Linked DNA regions of Anas platyrhynchos: region 2 is linked to region 1. Evidence: chromatin contacts called from public Hi-C data. All regions are on one chromosome and are shown on one strand. Each heading gives the region's core, a stretch centred on a gene start, on an enhancer-like site or on the middle of the called end of the contact. The rest is flanking DNA. Distances are from core to core; before and after follow the strand shown. Region 1 holds the start of ALOX5 (arachidonate 5-lipoxygenase). Region 2 overlaps ZFAND4 (zinc finger AN1-type containing 4).

Region 1 (6,606 bases), core at 2,204-4,703:
TAAAATTGCTCTTCTCTAAATGTTTAGCTAACCTCCATTAAAAAAGAATCCTCATATATTTATGTCTATAGTTCCTGTAATTTCACACTTACATAAATACATCTAGGATTAAAATTAAACAGCAATGTGAACTAGACTCAATCTGTTGATAGAAATGTCAATTTGATAGCCAAGCCTTTGGAATGGGAACAAACCCGTTCCTCTGGTAAAAATCTCTTTGAGAATATTACAAGAGCCCTAAAATAGTTGTCTAAGTCATTGTCAGTGTAATGCAAAAAGGACATTCAATTAGCCTAAATGTTCCCAAGGGTTTTTAGCCATTTTATGACCATCATGGTTCCATGTCAATGGTAATTCTGGAAGCAAGGATTCCCTCTTCACTCAGCTTTCTCTACCTGTAAGCCAGGGAGACTAAGGAATAACTGAGATTAAACTAATGCAATTTTGCTAATGCAGTAACAGTACATCAGGTGATAGAGATGGTGCAAGGTCCTGAAAAATGCTGAAGGTTAGTTGTTCAAGGCTCTTATTGTATCCATTGCATGAGGTCTCTTGGTACACACATGGTGCCCTTGATGTCTGCACAGTGAGCCAGAGGTGACAGGAGCTTTTATACAGCCGGCTTCAGAGTGAAAGAACAGAATTCGTGACAGCTGCTGGACTCTCCAAACTCCTGTAGCATCCTGTCCAGCTATTTACTCTCTGTAAAACCTCATCTCTTTCTGATTAAGGGGAGCCTCCTGCTGACCAGCCTAATACTGCAGCAGGGATGACAGAGCAGCACCCCTTCTGTAAGCACGAAGCTCAAAGCAGACAGAGCTGTACTTCCCTTCTGGAAATAGTTGTGAGTGAGTTTCAGCAAAAAGCAGATGAAGGGGTAACAGGAAGAAAACAGAACTGAGGGACACGATGACACTCATGCTGAAATTGCTCTGCACCAACAGGAACTTACTCAAAAAACAGTGAGTGAAGAAGCGCAGCTATGGCTTTCTAAATTGCCCACGTCCAGCACTTGGAATAAGTCAGACTAAAACTAAAACTGAGCTGCCTTTGTGCAAGCCCCCTCAGTTTTCTCCTCACCCCTCTCCCTCTACCAACGTTTGGCACACAAATCTTCCATTCAGGAGTGGTTGGAGCCCCTCATCCACTGTATCTAGTAAAAGTCACAATTTGCATTAATTTAAATGAAGCCATTACCAGAACTACTGAGACTGGCCCAACATTTAGCAATGAAACCGTAAAGTGGACAAAGCCTTACAAGATAGTACTGTAGAACTGTTGTTATCCACAGGAAAAATGCCTCCCCCCTTCTTTTTTGTGCGATCACATTTAAATTGCTTGACAGAAAAAGAAAGTTATAGGGATATTAGTGACACACCAAGACAGAACTGGTTTCAATTGCTGCATTTTACAAACCAACCAACCCGAAACTCTTTTTACCTTCTGTGTGTTTTTCTTTTTTTTTTTTTTTGGGGGGGGGGAGGGGGAGGGAGGATGGGTTTTCTGTTGTTGTTGTTGTGTATTTGTATTTTTTCTTTTCTTCTTTCTTTGCACAATATATTAGTAAGACTTACAGTGTTTTGGGCATACCATTACCTGAACAGGTGCCTGGAGAAATCCACAGCGCTGTCCAAGAAAATGCCTGCAGCAACTAAACTTAGCACATCATACTGCAAACATCCCATAAACCAGGAATACTACAGACCACATTAAGAAAAGACTGCATAGTTCTCATATCAGACAAACAAATAACAATGAACGGAAATAATTAATTTGGGTACTAGGAAAAGTAAAGGTTTTTGTCAAGGACCTTTGCAGTTGGAAACAAGTTCAGAAAAACAAAAGATGGACCCTGTCACAGAAAACTTACTTAGCTAACAAAATATTTTGTCTAAAATGCTAGCTAAACACTTTTACACAGACAAATCCTTTCAAATCTACCTAAAAGCTACAATCCTGAGGTGAACATAAAGGCTTTTTCTAGGTGCACAGATCTGCTCTAGAGCTACCAAGCTCCACCAGCCTCTGCTCCTCGCCCCCTCGCCCTGCAGAGCCCAATGCTCACACATCTGTCCCTGCTGGACCTGTTCCCACAGCAGTTCCCGGACAGCTGCTGCACCTACACTTGATGCTCACATCATGGCATTTGCTCCCTGTGACAGGATCCAGTCTCCCTAGATGTTCAAAGTACTGCCAGCCACCTCTCAACGATCCTGAAGCCCTCTTTTGGAGCCTAGGAATAAGAGCAGACTGCCTGGTCGCAGGAATCACTCAGTGCTCATCTCCTTAGCCAGGAAGGGCGCACTCCTGGGCAAGCACCCTAACCCTGAGTCTGCAGGATACTCTGAAGTCTTCTTCAACCTCTCTCGCTAATGCTAAGCTTTGGTTAACATTACTTACTTTGTTAAGTATGTGACTATTCACTGGATAAAGGAAGAAGAATAAGAGGATACCCATCTGGGAGATTAGGATAACAAAATCTCTATGCAAATGAATGTTTAATCATGAAGGAAAATAATTTCAACAGCAGCAGCTGGTAAGCGCCCACACCTCCGAACCTTCTAGACCACTTACCTCAGCACTTTTCACTAAAAACATTCGTGGACCGTATCTACATACACCATCAACCCTTCCTCAAAATGCTGACTTCTGTTAACCATATCTGAGGTGTCTAACGCAGAAGAGGCTGGATAGCTGACTTAGGCTGTGAACCTCATAGGTAGAAATAAGCCTCAATGCAAGGCAGCACCGTGACAGTGAAGTCTCACTTGTACACGCAGCTGTAGGTCTCATTTCCAAAGTGAGTTATGCTAAAACTTTCAAAGCCACTTAAAACGGTGAGGATAAATTAAAGCATATGAGATTGCAGACGGATAGCTGTGATGCCGTGACAAGGTGCCAAGACCCCAGAGAGGACAGGACGCACACGCTGCAGTAGCCAAGGGCAGCAAGAGTGACCCAGCCACCTGCCCAGCCCCAGCCCGGCTCACTTCTTCGCTGTTTTCCAGCTTCCCCTGGAGCTGGGGGGCCATTTCTCCTGGCAGGCATCCCGCTTACCCCCAGAAGCTCCCCCCAGGAGGTACCTCGGAGGCAGCACAACCCTGCCTGCCGCCCCGGAGCACCACCCGCTAGAAGGCAGCGCACGAGCAGCGTTCACAGGGAAGCCCCGGAGCCCCCCGACCACCCAGCCCCGGGCCGCGCACTCACCGCGCCGCGCTCGAAGTCGTTGTAGAAGGGCTTGTCCAGGAGGTGCCTCTCGCTGCAGCCCGCCGTGCCCTCCAGGCTCAGGTACACGTAGTCGTCCGTGCCGGCGAACCACTGGCTGCCCGTGGCCACCGTGACGGTGTAGGACGGCATGGTCCCGCCGAGCCCAGCCGAGCCGAACCGAGCCCAGCCGCCTCCTGCCCGCTCCCCGCTGCTCAGCGCCGCCTCCTCCCCGCAGCCCGGCCCGGCTCTGCCCTGCCCGCCCCCCCGGGCCGCCCCCGGGGGGGGACATGGGGACGTGCTCCTCGCCCTCTGGCCGCTCCGGGTACAGCCGCGCTGCGCCCTCGCTGTGCGCACCCGAGAGCCGCAGGTCCCCGCGGGGCACCCGGCTGTCGGCTCCAGGCACCCCACACGTTGTGCAAGGAATTCCTCTCCTCTTGTCAAAATCCCTCCTGTCCCGGCACAGCTGCCTATCAGCGCTGTATGTACACACACCCCACACCATTTCCACAGTAAAAATCCCATAGTTTCACAGTCCACATCCTGCCTACAAGCACCGAGTCTCTGCTACAATTAAGATGCTAGCATTTGGACAAGTGAAGAGCTGTGTGATGCTGTACGCTTGGCCCTTAGGCACCAAAACCTCCGATGCTATTCTCCTTTATTTTCACCCAAAACCACACGCTGTAACCCAGCCGCCTGATGCCGTGCTGAAAGGAGCCAGGCTGGGCTTCTGCAAATCCCAGTGTCCTGCCTCCGTTGCTCTGCAGTCAGACCAAGCACCTTGCTTCATCGCTGCCAGCCAGGTTTCTGTGCTGCTGTGAATTTCTGTGGCAGGCACCCAGAGCAAGAACAATTAAAATCATCTGAGAAGTGATAAATTAAAATCAGCTTTGCTCATGGTACACTGGCACCCCAGCTGCTGTGCTCACACACATTAACCCACTCCTCACAGCCTGAGGCACTCATTATCAGTCCCCAGCCATCACATACAGATGACAGAAGTGACAGACATCAGCAGCTTGAAGTTAGCACTGGCTCTGCTTGCTTCTGGTCTGGCAAATCTGGCTGCAAAGTGCCTCGTGCCCCCTCCAGCACGAACAGTGAGCTGCAGCAACTTGGGCTGCTGGGCACCACTGCAGATACACTGACTGAGGCTCTGCTTCAGCTTCTAAAATTGGAATTATCCATGTGGGTTGTGGCTTGCTTGCTTGCTTACCCACTGTAGTCAGTGGTGGCCACACAGCACTGTGGACAGCCTGCAATGCCCTGTTCTTCCGTCTGGGAAGTGTGACAGCAGTGGGCTAAGCTCCAAACGAGTTGGAGGTCTCCTACATCTCTTCTGTACAGAGACTCAGCCACTTGCTATACTGTGACACCATCAGATATCAAGGCTCTTCCACACTGAGAGTATGTATTTACATGTAGGCACAAAAAAAAAAAAAATCACTGTGCCTTCTTTGGCTATATGGAATTGCTCAGCATGAGTCTCTAGTCTGCTGCTGCTTTTAAATAGCACCCAGAAGTGCAAGACTGGCAATGGTCACATTGCACACCCAAGGTAGCTGCAGAATCCCAGCCCAGAGCTCTGATCTCTCCTCCTGAGGTTTAAGCAGCAAGTGGCTTCCTGCTACATCACAATCCCTTCCAAGGATACTGTGACCCCATGAAAGTGCACCACAAACTCCTAAATCCTTCCTTACTTTTGATTTTCCCTTTATAGCATATTTCAAAGAAATCACACATCATTTTTGCACAGGTGCCACCAGCACTAAAGCTCTTAAATTTAGGCTGACAGTCAGCTTTCACTCAGAGCTACCTGAAAATCTTTTCACACGTCGGTGCCTCAGAACCCGTTTTTGTCAGACACGAGGCCACCTCCTGGGCACCTTTGGTTTTGCTGCAAATACGGAGCAAAGCGTTGTTCAAACCTTGTTTGTTGGGTTTCCACATTTCTTTGCATTTCAGTTCCCAAGCTGTGTTTGAACCCATCCCATTCCCATGGGTGTTAGGTTTTGTTTTCAGACTGTTCTGGCCTCTTCTGCACAGATATGCCTGGGGAGTCTCCCTACAGTACTGCAACTTCCCTTACCAACACAGTAAAGAAAATACTTGGTGAGTTTGGTCCTGTACCTGAAATCCATAGGAGTGTGTGGTTCTCCCTCCAGCCCCTTCACAACTATCTCTTTTTAGTCTGCTCCTTTAGAACCTTTCAATTTTATCTCAATTTCCACTTGCAGTGATTTATTATGATAGTGTTTACTATTGGTAGAATTGCACATGCTTCATATCAAGATCCTGCCAAACAAAATAGATCGTTTTTCTATGTGCAAAAAGCAAAAACAGCCCTTTTACCAAGTGACTACCTTATTTCACCCCTGAGGAGACTGCACCATATGAGACCCCTGCATGATTCTCTTCTGTGTTTTACCTGGTGGTTGCTTGATGTCAGACAAGGAAACCATACTTGGAAAAGGCAGTTGGATCACCGGGCTGCATCCAAGGTGAGTGTCCTAAAGACGAGGACAAGGGACGAGCGAGCCCACTGCTCAGGCACGCAGACAGAGGCAGCCTGCTTTCCTCTGGCCAGGCCTGGGAAGGAGGCGCTGCCTCTGCCTGATAGCCTTGTTCCTGCAGTAGGGGAAAACACCCAGAACGGTGAAATAAAACTCCTTGCCTCTTTTTGGAAGCAGGGCATGAGCCCGCTGCAGGGACAGGAGGGTTATTCATGGGTCCTGTTCCTCTAAGTGCTCAGATTCACTGTGTCGAACTTCCCAGCGGAGGGCAGTTGCTGTCCCTCTCAATCTCCTTGCACTGCCAATGAGAAACAGGGTTGTACTGTGAAGATGTCACATCCCTTATAGCTCCCCTGAGGCTACAGATAATTTGGATCAGCAGATGGCTCCTGAAGTATGCTAATAAAGGACTGGGGATGGGGAGGAATGATGCAACATGGTAATTACCAAATGATGGAGGTGATCAGCAGAGCCTGCAGAAATTTACAAGCTACATAAGTAATCTAGGGGGCATTGGCTTAGTAGCTGAGAACACACAAGTGCTAACTGTGCACTGCTCCACCAGACCAGAAAGCAGCAGCTCCTTGTTCACAGGCCTGCTTCTGTCCCAGCTGGAGGGACCAGACGTCAGCTCTAGGAGGGCAGAGCTCAGCACAGGGTGTCCTTGCTCTGCTATCCAGGTGGTGGCGACGCTGACACCAGTTGAGTCTATCACAAACCCGAAGCAGGGTTGCTATACCAACGCTTACCACAATATCCTTAAACAATCCGTGTATCCTTAAACGCTTACCCGAAATCTGCAAATCCTCTCGCTGCCCCTGCAGATGTAGCCGTGCTGCTCTGGCATTTTGCAAGAAGAGAGAGGAAAGGAGGCAGAGAGACAAGG
Region 2 (6,606 bases), core at 1,252-3,751, 110 kb after region 1:
AGGCAGAAATGACAAGCAGCAAGAGACAGTCAGAGCTTGTTTGACCTGTTATTGGCGTACACTCCTCACATACCACTGAATTTATTCTTTCATATTCTCATTCTGTATCCATAAGACAACAATATTTGTCTCCTTGCAGTATGAAATTATGGGCACAGTTAATATTTTTTACTATGTATACAGCATCCAGTATGACTTAGCTAGTAGACACTGCTGAAATACACATTTGCGTGGTTAGTAGGGAGGAACAGAGGAAACCTCTCTATTCTGCAGTATACTAAAATTAGGTAATAGTTTTCGTCATAAGAAAAACTTAGTGTTCAAGCATATTTTTGTGTCATTCTTCTGTTCTTTTCAAAGCTTTTTGAAACACTTCAGAATTAGGCAAGGTACCCTCCTCAGGTCTGTTCAGAGTGGGCTGAATAAGGGTCATAAAGAACTGCTGTCTTATCTATGGTTTTCTATTGCAGAACTCATGGGATAAAACCAAAAATTTCTCCCATTCTTAAATCCTCCGCTGCCCCCTGGTGTCTTCTTCCTGCAGCTTCATACAGAAAGTTAACACCTCACATAGTTCTTTGCCAGAAAGGCTGTATTCCAGAGGAAAGTTACGCTGCAAAACAGTGGACCACACTTTTAGACACTTTTTTTTTTTTTGGCATGATTATAATAATTTCTAAAAAAGATAAAATTACTAAGCAAGCTTCATTCTAATAAGGTACTGAAGAACAAACAAAACCAAAATGTCCTATGCTGAACATTTCCAGACCAAATTACTCCAAATTAGCTGGAGTCCCAATAGACTAACCCGGACTGCACTGAAGATGACTTAAGAGTAAGCTGGGAAATAGCTGGTTTCCTCTTTTCTGAAAACTTCTGCAGACATGCTATTAAATTGCTGCTGATGCAAGCATATGTTTTCTTGGCTAAAGAACTGTTAAATGGGAAGCTTGAAGCAATGACAAACTATTTTCCATAACAGATGCACAAGATAGCCCTAAAAATAGAGGAAAAAAATATACAAGGCTGCATTGACAAGAGTGATAAAGAAACCCAAACATACTGGCTTATTTATGGACTTGCTATAATTTAAAAGATTGAGATGATGTTTGAAATACAGAAGAGCTGAAAACACAAAACTTCCATGTCACCAAGAGTATCATGGCTGAGAGAAGGAATGGCTGGAATAGACAGAACCTACCTAAGCCACAGAGTTTCACGTATTGGTACAGGATTATGCACATTGGATTCTGTAGGTTTCTTAAATGGTGCATTCTTTTTTTGATCCACATGTGGGATTACATGGCTATTTCTCTTTTGAGAGAAATACACATAAAATCTGGCATGTCAATCTTTAAAGACTGGAAAGGCTTTAAGTGTAGCTTGTTCTTTAACTGCACAACTTTCTTAGTGGAACTCTTATTGGATGGAAAGATTCATCAGGAATAACCCTACAAGATCTCAGGAGGTCCCCAAAGCTAACAACTACAGTAGAGGACCTGCTTCTTTAACCCACGGCTGTAAACTGACAAAAAGGGAGTGGTGGACTTCCCTCAAGAGGAAAAAATAAGGCAAGCATCCACCCTACTGTAAACAGAGCAAGGAGAGGAAGATAAAAAAACAGCTTGCTAAAATACTTGGCCCAAGAAGGTCACCTGACAAATAAAAGAATCTAAGCTTCACTGATGAGGAAATAAAGATAGGCTATGAACATAAAATAGGTCAAAATAGCAAACACCTAAGCATTATTAGAAATACCTGGTTCTGTCCAATTCTGAAGGTATGTTTGAATAGTTTATTCTGAACCTGCTCAAACTGGCATCTCCTCTGACACCTAGGGGCTTTGCATGACATTCCTTAGTAGAAACACAACCCTTGTTATCTTTTCAAGCAATTGTTATTTTTTGGATTAACGGGTGGAAAAGCATTTCTGACTAGCAGTAAAGTTTTGCATGCAACATTGTTCATTCTGTATTTGCTCAGCGTGTAGGGAAAAGCGGAATTGAAACTAATACTGCAAAAAGGAATATCCCTCCCTTCACTCATGTACAGATATGCTTGTAATACTCAATGGTATTCTCAAGTAACCTTAGGAACATAAAATATAAAACAGGAATTGAAAACAGCTAAACAGGAGACTGTTTTGGGAAACTTCATCTGAGAACATGAAAAAATTACAGTTCTGTGTATTAAAAACCAAACATTACTACCAAAAAAATCACAATGGCTCTAAACACATTTGCTTCACAAGGAAAATCCTAGAGTTCATCTTTCTATTGAGCACATCTTGTGACTTTAATAGGCAATAATCTTAAACAGGACAACAACCACACAAAGGAAATTGCTTTTTTTCATTGCTTTCTCTCCAACACTCCATCCACTGCAAACATTGCAAGCTCACCCCAAACTAAAATCAGGTTAAGAACTACAGCATTCAGAAGCAGCGGAAGCTCACACAACTATTCCATAGCTGCAAATGTCTGTCTTAGTCACAAGAACGTTCTCACATGAGTAACTGTGACTCAGCACTAACATAAATGCCAGAGAAAACAAGAAATGCATTTCAAGATGAATCTGAGTTACATAAAAAAGAAAAACCTGACCAACACAAAGGCTGTAGATGAAAGCAAATTCCTGGAGGTAGAAGCTACTCCAAACCCACAGTTTATACCCAGGAGACAGTGCCCCACTACAGAAGTTGAAAGTGCTTGAAAAGAATTCGAATTCCTCATGTGTAAAAGTGCTAGAAAGACTTCATTTGGATAATGAAAAGCATTAACAATTCCAGCCTTGTCTATGACAAGTTTGTTAGTGCAAGGCATCAGTGCAATTACATCTCAAGGGAATGCCAGCTGAGTAGAGATGGGAATTGCAAGCAGGCAGAGTTTTATCACCACAGGAGATTTCAGAGAAAGGAAATCTTTCATCCAAAAGCACTTCTGACACCTCTGTAGAACCTAGTAATTCGACACAAGAATCTCGAAAGTCATTCAACAAGAGACAAGCCTGGTTATGCCTTAAAGGTCCTCACATTAAAAGAAAAAACAATACAAAAGGAAAGTAGAGGAGCACACAAAGTCATTATCAAACTCCCGCTGTATAAAAGCCTTATGATACAATCTAGTTACATGAACAAGTACACAGAAACCAAATGGTTGTCTACAGCAGATGCACAGCACCTCGGAGCACTGACTAATGTTCAGAAAACCAAACCATTTAGGCAAGTTTACACAGTAAACAGTAATTAATCCATAGCACAGTTCAGTACAGGATTTGGTAAAACCTGACATCATAGATTAGCAACTAAAACATTAATTACAAATGTTAGTGCTCTTAGGGCTGTTCTACTGGTTGGAAATAAGGACTGCCTATAACATAGTATTGTTGAGCAGGCTCAAGAAAAGCCTTTATCATTTCTATTGTACCCCATTTTAATTATACCTGATAAGAGGCTACAAACACAGTATTTACACATTATTACTACACTATATTTTCTGAAAAGTACGGTTACGCATTTCAGAATGTCATTATGCATATGCAGAAAGAGTCACAACCAAGACTTTATTCATACTTTCTGATACAAATCTTAATTGTACACTCTTTGTAAAAATTTGAGTGTGGCCATTCTAATACACTGCAGAAAAAAAAATATCCTGCCATTATACTTGAACAATATCAGATTAAGTTTAAGTGATAACAGCCTACATTATTTTAATTCTACTTCCTACCAGAATTTGTACTTTATCTACAAGAGAACAATACTGCTGTCTTAAAGATGCTGAGCCACAAGTAACAAATTGCTAGGAAAACAATACATTTGCCCAGTTTCCTATTCTTTTCCTCCAGCATGAAGTATTATCCTGCGTTGGAAAGAAGAAAAACTATATGCAGTTCTCCGCACTCAGTGCAGCTTTTTCTAGTAAGAAAAAAGAAACCCAGGGATCACACACAGAATGACCATTTTACCTTGTAACTGTTCAGAAGAATGAATTTGAAAATTGTGTTCCAAGGACCTCACTTACTGAAAATTCCAAAGGAAGAAGTTACAGGTGGAGAACATGTAAAGGAATTTCTCCAAGGATGAGAATTCTTCCAGTTACTTCTCTTTCAATCTACTTTTCTTTATTGGCCAAACTTTTAACAGCTGTGCTCATCGGATCAGCTGCTGTTCGACTATAAAGCAGCATAGACCATTTTAAAACCCCAAACAACCAAATTGCTGAGGAAACTTTTAAGAAAGGGACCGTGACATTTAAGTGTCTAGATACGACGTGGAGGTACATGTGTGTTCATACTATAACACCTTGGGCAACGTAAGCTTATAAAGACTCCAGACATGTAAAGTGAATGAAAGAGGACAAGCTTTAGGTTGGGCTTTCAGCAGGTATGGCTCTAAACACCACTTGCTAAAGTGGCTAAATGCTCATTAGAGGTGCCTCATGCAAGTAAGTACTGAACTGCCTTTTGTACAGTATCAGCAGGAGGTGATAAATTCTCAAGATTAAAATATGCCATTTGTTGAACACCCGTTTTTCCTTTGCTACCACATCCAGGAGGTTTATTTAATTTATTTAAAGCACACAATGTTGGTCACATTGTTTCTAATGAAGTAGGTGGGAATTTTTGACCAACTTCAGTGGGAACAGAGATGAGCTGGTGCTTCTGAAAAATACAGATGTAAAAATATCCCCTTCTCCCCAGCCCCAAAACAAAGCCCAACTTTTAATTTAGGCATGTGTTTTGAAATAGGAAGACTTATTTTGTGCATCTATAAGATCATAAACCAGAATAAAATTTAATATTTATTAGAATTTCTTCCAGTAACAGCATTCGACATCTTAACAAACCAGGCTGTGAAATCTTAAAAAAATCTAGGATTACAAAAAAAGTTAAAATAAGTTGTTCCTTATATTTAATGTCAACAAAGGGGAAGATTTTCTATTTAAAAACAAATCTGTCATATAAACAGTATTATTTTAAGAAAACGTGATTAACATGATATGTTATTTTCAGAATGGATACACAGTGTATGAATACCAATCTGAATGGAATAGGGGGCAGAATACACTACCACCTCAGATATCTCAAAACAGGCTCTTTGAAGAAAGGGGAGGGAGGAGGATCTTTCTAGTGAAATAACTTAGATACCACGCAATGGACAAAAAACGCAGGAGTACAGAAGACATTACATGACACCCTCATTACAACACCCCCTCAAGTCTGGTTATACAGTAAATGAAGTTAGTAAAGTGCATCTTTTAAAGACTTGTCTAGTGAAATAGCTTTTCCAAATATAAAACACAACACAAGACGTGCAGTAACAGTTAATTCATAGTGTAAGTTTTTAAAAACTATCTTTAACTTTTCATTCACCAAAGAGGAAAAGTTTTAACTGCAGTAGTGTTCACATTATTCTTCAATAGGATGCATCCTCATGTGCTTTTGTTACTTGGCAAATCTTTAGATATCGAGCATGGCAAAATTATGCAGTTTAAGCAAGTGCTTCTCTCAATGTAATAATTCTTCAATGGCAGAACGGCCACATGCAGCACAACCATGTTAGATTTTGGGAAGCTTTGGTGCACTAACGACGGGATTGGTCTCTTGCAAATACCTTCTCCCTGCACTCTTATAGTCGTAGGTGCAGGTGTGAGCCTCTGCATAGCGGTGAGTTGCACAGAAGTTGTTTCCACATCTGAAGAATCAAGAATATTAGAAGTTACAAGCTTTTAGAAGCTTTTAACTCTCTGACATTCTGGGAACCCTTTGCCTTAACCATGTCTTGTTTCTTTGTCATAACTGCTTAGATTCCAATCATCCTTGACTGCTAACATTAACTGGTAATCAAAATGACATTGTCGTCACTGAATGCTGCAGTTTTAACCCAACAATCTCTTCAGCTTGTAAATTAAGCCATAGCAGTATACCAGGAATCAACTAGCAAGGATCACAAACACATAAATTAAGAATGATGGGCTCTCATTTATTTTCCTTCTTTTCTTTTTAAGGACCTCACACAACATCAGTAGGTAGACTTAGGAGGACAAAAACGTGGAACTAACATAATTGCATTAGGTGAAAGCCGCAATGCATTTCAATTAAAAAACACCACATCACTGAGACCACCAAAATAGATGTTTAGTTCACCATGATTTCTGCCTGGCATAAGCTCAGATTAGTAATTACCAATTTAGTCAGCTGTAAAGATGACAGATGGACTAACTATAGGGAACATAGCTTTCTATATGATCGGCTAAGCATGCATCATTCCAGAATCAGTTGCAAATTGAATGACTTAATATGATAATTTTGCTTTGACAGCTCACCAGCGAAGACTCTTAACAGGAAAAATGATACTATATATGCTGTACCTAATCCGAGCTTGGAAATCAATATTAGTGTCCTGTCGCCTGACGTACTTGACTATATTACTTCTTGACAGTAAAGCAATGACATCATCCAAAATCAGAATGCTCTTTAAACAGACTGAACATTACTTATCCACCTTAACATAACACACTATTAGACTGTACTTCTCTATCTGTCTGCGTTCACAATAAACTTCGCATCTGTTCCTGAGGCTTGTGTGCGTGGTAACAAATTTAT

The links. Hi-C and Micro-C count contacts between places; a contact is called where the count stands out from the background.
Region 2: a Hi-C map of liver shows a contact between it and region 1, with 6 times the contacts expected there. The contact joins the enhancer-like site here to the promoter of ALOX5 in region 1. A contact is called at or near these places in 3 of 8 Hi-C or Micro-C datasets (liver, skeletal muscle and subcutaneous adipose tissue).

The regions. Positions count from the first base shown.
Region 1 is chr6:21,485,750-21,492,355 of IASCAAS_PekinDuck_T2T, forward strand. ALOX5 (arachidonate 5-lipoxygenase) reads right to left here and starts at 3,454. Exons shown (of 14, transcript XM_005025227.6): 1 at 3,208-3,454. The coding sequence starts at 3,357.
Region 2 is chr6:21,597,825-21,604,430 of IASCAAS_PekinDuck_T2T, forward strand. It overlaps ZFAND4 (zinc finger AN1-type containing 4), which reads right to left. Exons shown (of 10, transcript XM_072039553.1): 10 at 4,790-5,695. The coding sequence ends at 5,560. Among named protein-coding and RNA genes, the nearest start is that of MARCHF8, 10 kb to the left of the region's middle. Within about 2 kb of position 2,502, at least 2 of the 8 cell types and tissues checked have an H3K27ac peak or open chromatin away from gene starts, as enhancers often do.